Linked DNA regions of Rattus norvegicus: region 1 is linked to region 2. Evidence: chromatin contacts called from public Hi-C data. All regions are on one chromosome and are shown on one strand. The core of a region is the stretch at or near the end of the contact, and the rest is flanking DNA. Distances in the headings are between cores, read along the strand shown.

Region 1 (3,022 bases), core at 262-2,761, 280 kb before region 2:
GGGGTTTTTGACTGCTGGGTTTCAATACTTTGATAGCTGGACCTTGGTAGTCAGCCTCAGGAGGTGGAAGTGGCTGGACCTTGGTAGCTAGTTTCAGGAATGCAATCTAACAGTTTTTAGCAAGGCAAAGGGAATGTGTGAGAAGGGCAAAGTCTGCCAGAGCCATGTTTCCATGAAAGGTCAGCTAGAGTCCCTCCAAGAAGAGCAGGTATAGACTGAGGACAGAGACTACCTGAAGTAACAGGGCTAAGAGGACCAACCTGAGGCAAGGCCTCTGTTTCTATCTTTTTGTCTACAGCATGGAATAGTAATAGTGTTTGCTTAAATGGCTGTACCACAGCACAACATAATTCACAAAAAGAACAAATGTGCAAAGGAAGAAAATCCAAAATCCCCACAGATCAGCAGATTCTCTTGCCAAATTTCACATAAGTCAAAAAGTTTACACTTTACCTGAGACAGGTTGGAGATGCCTAGGAGAAAGCATATGGAATCCAATATATTGGATTTTCCACTACCATTCAAACCAGTGATCGCATTGAAGAGGGGGTCAAAACCATTGACTTCAGTCCTTTGTGCATAGGACTTGAATCCTTCGAGAATGATTGATTTAACATACATTTTTTATACTGTCTTGGGTTAAGCCTGTTAGGCAGCAAGCTACAGGCCAGGTCTGTATAAAATAGAAATAACATCATGTAAGTAGAATGTTAATAATAAAAAAAAAAAAAACCCAAATCACATAAATATGACAGGATGCACAATAATGTAAAGTAAAAATACATCTGCCAAACTACTTTTTCTCCTAAAATCAGCTGGCTGGGATTTTAAAACATCCAACCGTTGTCATTGCCAGGAAGCTGAATATTTAACCTGAAAATCACCTTTATCACTCCTGTCCACTTCCTAGGCTCGTGTTGCACTTTAATAATACTGTAGTTAACAGAGACTACTGATTATTTTGCATTTCATTCTCCTTGCCACAGATACCACTGGACTGGATACTATTTACTGCACACGACTTTGCATAAATGTCACCTTACATGACTCCTTCTGGATCTCCCTAAATAGCACTCAACACCCATCCTCTCCTTCCTTTTCCTTCATGGCAATAAAAGATGACATTAGTCGGCATTCATCCGTCTTTGCAACTCATCCTCAGTTCCGCTGTGCTTTCTGCCTACATTCGACCTTAACTCTTGTGAACGCTCGATTCTCAGAATCCGGGTAGTTAGTGGATGGACCTTAAGGACGAAGTGAATCCATTCTACAGACTCGCTTTAAAATTCCGTGTTCTCTCGCTTCCCCAAGCCTTTCTCGATTCACCTTACGGATGAACAACAATCAACATCCCTAATTATCGTTTGAAGTCCCTTCTTGAGGATCTTGCCCTCCCCAGTGCCCCAACTCCCGCCTGGCACCAGGCCCGGCCAAGGGCCGCACTACGCACCAACCACCAAGTGGCCGGCCAGGGGTACCAGCAAAGTTCCGACTCGACGCGGAGGCGGGCAACGAGGTCACCCGACCTGTATTCGGGAGCTACCGGGAGAACGCCAACATCCCGGCCACAGCATCCGCCGTAGCCAACAACCGTGCCGGAACTGTTTCTTTGAATTTCGGCGCGAGCAAAGGACCCCACCTCCGACGCGTCTGCTCTCTGTTGGTGCCTTGTATCTGCCTGACTGAAGAGTTTCATCTTTTGCCCCAAGGGAAAACACAGAAACGACACACAGACAGTACATAATAATTTAAATATTGGAAAGTAGGGGACTATACCGTTGTGAGCTTGGAAAGTGAAAATGCAGTTAGGTCGTGCTGACATCGCGTCAGGCATGCTCCGGGCAGCACCTCTTCCTGGTCTGGGCCTCGCTCGTTACCGTCCACGCCCACTTTCTGGCCCTCTCAGGCCGCGGGTCCCGGGCCCTTGGCTAAGGTCCGCAGGCTCCGCCTCCTCCAAGTCTGCGCTTTTTTTTTTTTTTTTCCCCGCTCGGAGATTACTGTGTGGAAACTAACACTGGCCAGAAAAATCTTCTGAAGCTTCTTTTTCTACGGACTACAGAGATTTCTGGAAAGTGGAGGTTGTAATTAATTGAATGAAAGGCGCCGGCTTTGAAAAAACAAAAACACAAAACAGGTCCAGTTTCCAGAGGGGACCATATGCCTGCAATACGTGGAGTTGGGTAGCAGATGTCTGTACGATTCCTTATGCCGAAAACCTGTGTAATTATACGCAATGGCTGACTTACTGGTTTACGAAATGTTGCTGAAGCTTCTTAATGGCAGTTCGTATTTACAGAGTTCTATGGATTGGGTAGCTGTGTTTCAAAGGCTGTCAAAAATATTCCTCAACAAACGTGGGATCCTAGTGTTTCCCTATGAGTTTTGTTTCCTTTTGTACAGATCGAGTTCATTGAGTCATTGGGTTAAACGACTTGTAAGTGACAGATTTTTGTTCCAGGCAGCCTAACTACAGAGCATGTGCTCTTAGACTATTCTCTACAACTGATAATTTTACATTGCTAGTTAGAACAGATTCCCATTAACAACGTGTATACTTTTTAAACAACAACCGTGTTGGGGTGATTTATATTTGAGCATCAATACTAAGTAGGGAAGGACTTAACTTTGTTTCAATTGAAAATATAATTTTTCATACTGTATATCCCGATTAGTTTCTCTTCCCCCAACTTCTTGATGTCCTCCACTCACCCAAATCCACACTCTTTCTTTTCTCTTATTAGAATGTAAACAGGCATCTAAAATGATGATGATGATGATGATAATGGTGGTGGTGGTGGTGGTGGTGATGAAATAAGATTAAAAAAAAACCAATAGGATTTGTCCTAAACAGGATAAAAGAGCATTAGAAGCACAATGAGACATTTGCACACAGATACACAAAACATAAAAACAAAAGCAGAAACCATCATACTTAAGCAAAAGATTTTTAAGGTTAAACAGAAATGTCCAGACAAAGCAGTGTGGGGCAAAAACTCTCTAAAAATACCATTAAATTTGTTTC
Region 2 (2,976 bases), core at 80-2,579:
CCACTCATAGCCCTAGGTATGGAACCACAGGAATAGAATGAAAGACAAATTTAGGGAAGTTGGTGATTAACGTATCATTCTAGTGTTCAATCTTACACCTGGCATGGAAAGCCATTGAGTCTACTACTGTTTCTGTAAGAGATTGACAGCTGTCATCAGTTCAGGCCAGTACAGTAGAGGACATAGCTATCTCATTATGAGTCTTCATATCTTTATAGATATGATAGATTTAAGAAGAGAAATGTTTTAATCTCTTATTTATGCTACATTGTCACATGCATGGGTCTTTTTAGTTATTTAATGATATATGTTGGTAACTTTAGTACTACAATTCCAAGTTTAAAGATTCTCAATTATATTAATTAACTCTAGCCATGTGGTACTATGTTTGTGTTCAATATTATTTTGCTCTTTGTTCTTGTTTTTAATTTAAATTATATTATTTTTTGGTCTTTAAAGATTTTTTTAAAAGTTATTTTACGTATATAGATGTTTTTCCAGGATATGTCTCAGTACCACATGTGTGATTGGTGTCTACAGAGGTCAGAATAGGATATCAGATCCCCTAGGGACTAGAGTAATAGACAGTTGTGAACTACCATGTGGGTAGTAGGAGTCGAACCTAGGTTCTCTAGAAGAGCATCCCCTTCTCTTAATCACTGAGCCATCTTTCCAGCATCTCTCTTTTTTGTTTTAAAAAGAGTTATAACCCATGCATGCATTGTAAATTAATATATTGCTTAGTTTTGCTTCAATTTAAGATTTTATACAGGGTCTTAGGTATATATAACCTTTGAATTTGGTCTTTGTGATTCACCCTGTTAGGAGGCTGCCCTGTGCTTTGGCAACTAGGACAGAAGGATCTCCCAACCCTCCAGTTTCCTCAGCACAGCCCAGGTCTCTAAACTGATGAAGCCATTGCTAGCTGAGTCTTGCGAGCTCCTTGCAGCCCTTGCGTCAGTGTCTGCTCTTGATGGAGCAACTGTAGTTCATTTGCACTTCTGCGATTCTACCATCAGCAACAATCCCCGAGGCTGGATGCCAAAAAGATAGCTGAAACCAGACTATCTGAGGTCTCGCAAATGTTCAGACACAACCACTTTTACAGGGGTCCAGTCCCTCCTTTTGTAACATGTAGTTAATTCAGCTAGGATTTGCTTGACAAATCTCCTGGAAGGACAAAGACAACTAAATTCTTGATGGTCAAGTCCGGAGATGTGCATCGTACTGACCTCAAGAACATTTGTGGGTTCAAAATAGAGGAGGATGTGAATGTTTCTTAGTCTATGGGAATAGTAGGTTCAGCTTCCTTTCTTGAAAGAATTCCAAGCCTTTCTTGGAGCCTTCTCCACTTTATTATTGACACAGCAAATAGCAGTTCTCAGCCTTTTCCAAAGAGGAGGAGGGGAGACATTTCATGGCACCGTTCCATAACTCAGTATTAAGAACTATTTTTATAAGGTAAATATCAGACCAAGCAACTCAGAACTATTGTGCATTTTTCATTTGTGTCTTCCTTCCTGAGGAAAAACTACCTGTGTATTCCATCTACCATGTTTAGCTTAGGTTCCTGAACAAATGTTTTAGAGAAAATTGGAAAAACTTCAAAGACTGGGTAGATATTGATTATCTTAGTAGAGGAGTTAAAGGCAGGTAGGATGAGGTCATTGTTTTCTATTTAGTGCAACTGAATTGCATCACTCTGATTATTATGTACTGCTTCCTGTAAGTTGAAAAGCTATTTTGGGAAAAATGAAAGTCAAATAGAGTTAGTGGAGAATTTTTAACGGAGAAGCGGCCAATCTTCCAATGGACTATTCTAAAGGGCTGTTTCCAGAGCACTCGTCTATCTACTGACATCATTGTTATCTAAAGGATCATTGATGTGCTTTCAAATTTTGGTCACATAACTCAAAAGCAGGAAGCCCTTTGCATTTTATTTTCAAGGTTAAAAGGTAGGCTTCAACAATTACTACCGAATGAGCAAAGCATTTCATTATAAACGGAGATTCTAAAATACTTTCAGAGAAAGCAAAATCATTACTATCTAATTAGTGCTGAGGAACTTAAATTTGTTCATCGTCGATGCCTGTTTCTCATATGTCTATAGAGTATACAGTGACAAATTGATGAATAATATTTAATTAAAGGTAAAGAAGAATTGTTTTTGACTTTAGACAATCAAATGAAAACATTTCAGCGTGTATGGCTTTACTGAGGTAAAGTTTTATTATGTGCTTAAAGATTGAAGTTGGACAAAATTTCCCATAAATTTAAACAGTTTTTTCCTTTCATCTTTGCATACTATTAAAATAAAGTCCACATGACACTGTTTAGGATAACTGTCCCAGCAGATCGCACGACTGAGAGGTAGCCATTGAGATGCCTTTGTGCAGTCTAGTTACAGTGAGGAACTCTCCTCTGCCCCAGCCCTGCAATGGGCAAGGAGACATCTTGCTGGTTGTGATATTCTTCTATCAGTCGGGGGCAGAGGGGTTGGCAGTCCTTGGTTCATTCTACCCCGATGCCTTACTTGGTGGTCAAAGCTGTTCTTTTCCTGGGATATATAAAAGCAAAATCAAATCAAACTCAGGCAGCAGCACGTCACAGGAGGAGGAAGGCAGATAGCGCTCCGCGTTCTGCCGTGACACCCAGTGCGGATGGTGGAAGACGCCCATAGACCTGCCCTCCGTCTGACCGCACATGTGGGCCATAGACACAGAGTCCCCGCCCAGTATCTCATAGCCACGAGAGAAAAGGAAGATAGTCAGAGACCTGCTGACTGCCATGCCACTCACAGACCTGCCCTTGCTCGGGTGTATAGCACAGATGGCTTGGAGACACCTGCTTGCTGCCATAGAACACAATACTAACAGAGGATGTCACCCAGGGGCTCGCCAGACTCTCGGACAGCCTACAGTTGAAACCACCACAGTGTTTGTATTTGGCAGATGGCAAAGAAAGAGGACTAGAACA

The links. Hi-C and Micro-C count contacts between places; a contact is called where the count stands out from the background.
Region 1: a Hi-C map of hepatocytes shows a contact between it and region 2, with 1.5 times the contacts expected there. The contact joins the promoter of Smc2 here to the enhancer-like site in region 2. A contact is called at or near these places in 3 of 12 Hi-C or Micro-C datasets (the A7r5 cell line, hepatocytes and liver).

What each region holds. Positions count from the first base shown.
Region 1 is chr5:71,600,894-71,603,915 of GRCr8, reverse strand. Smc2 (structural maintenance of chromosomes 2) reads right to left here and starts at 1,511. Exons shown (of 25, transcript NM_001108666.3): 1 at 1,451-1,511; 2 at 454-673. The coding sequence starts at 621. The region is part of intron 1 of LOC134478972 (large ribosomal subunit protein eL29-like); the gene reads left to right.
Region 2 is chr5:71,324,739-71,327,714 of GRCr8, reverse strand. No RefSeq gene overlaps it. Among named protein-coding and RNA genes, the nearest start is that of Smc2, 280 kb to the left of the region's middle. Within about 2 kb of position 1,329, at least 3 of the 93 cell types and tissues checked have an H3K27ac peak or open chromatin away from gene starts, as enhancers often do. A contact at or near this core is called in hepatocytes and liver, where this site is marked.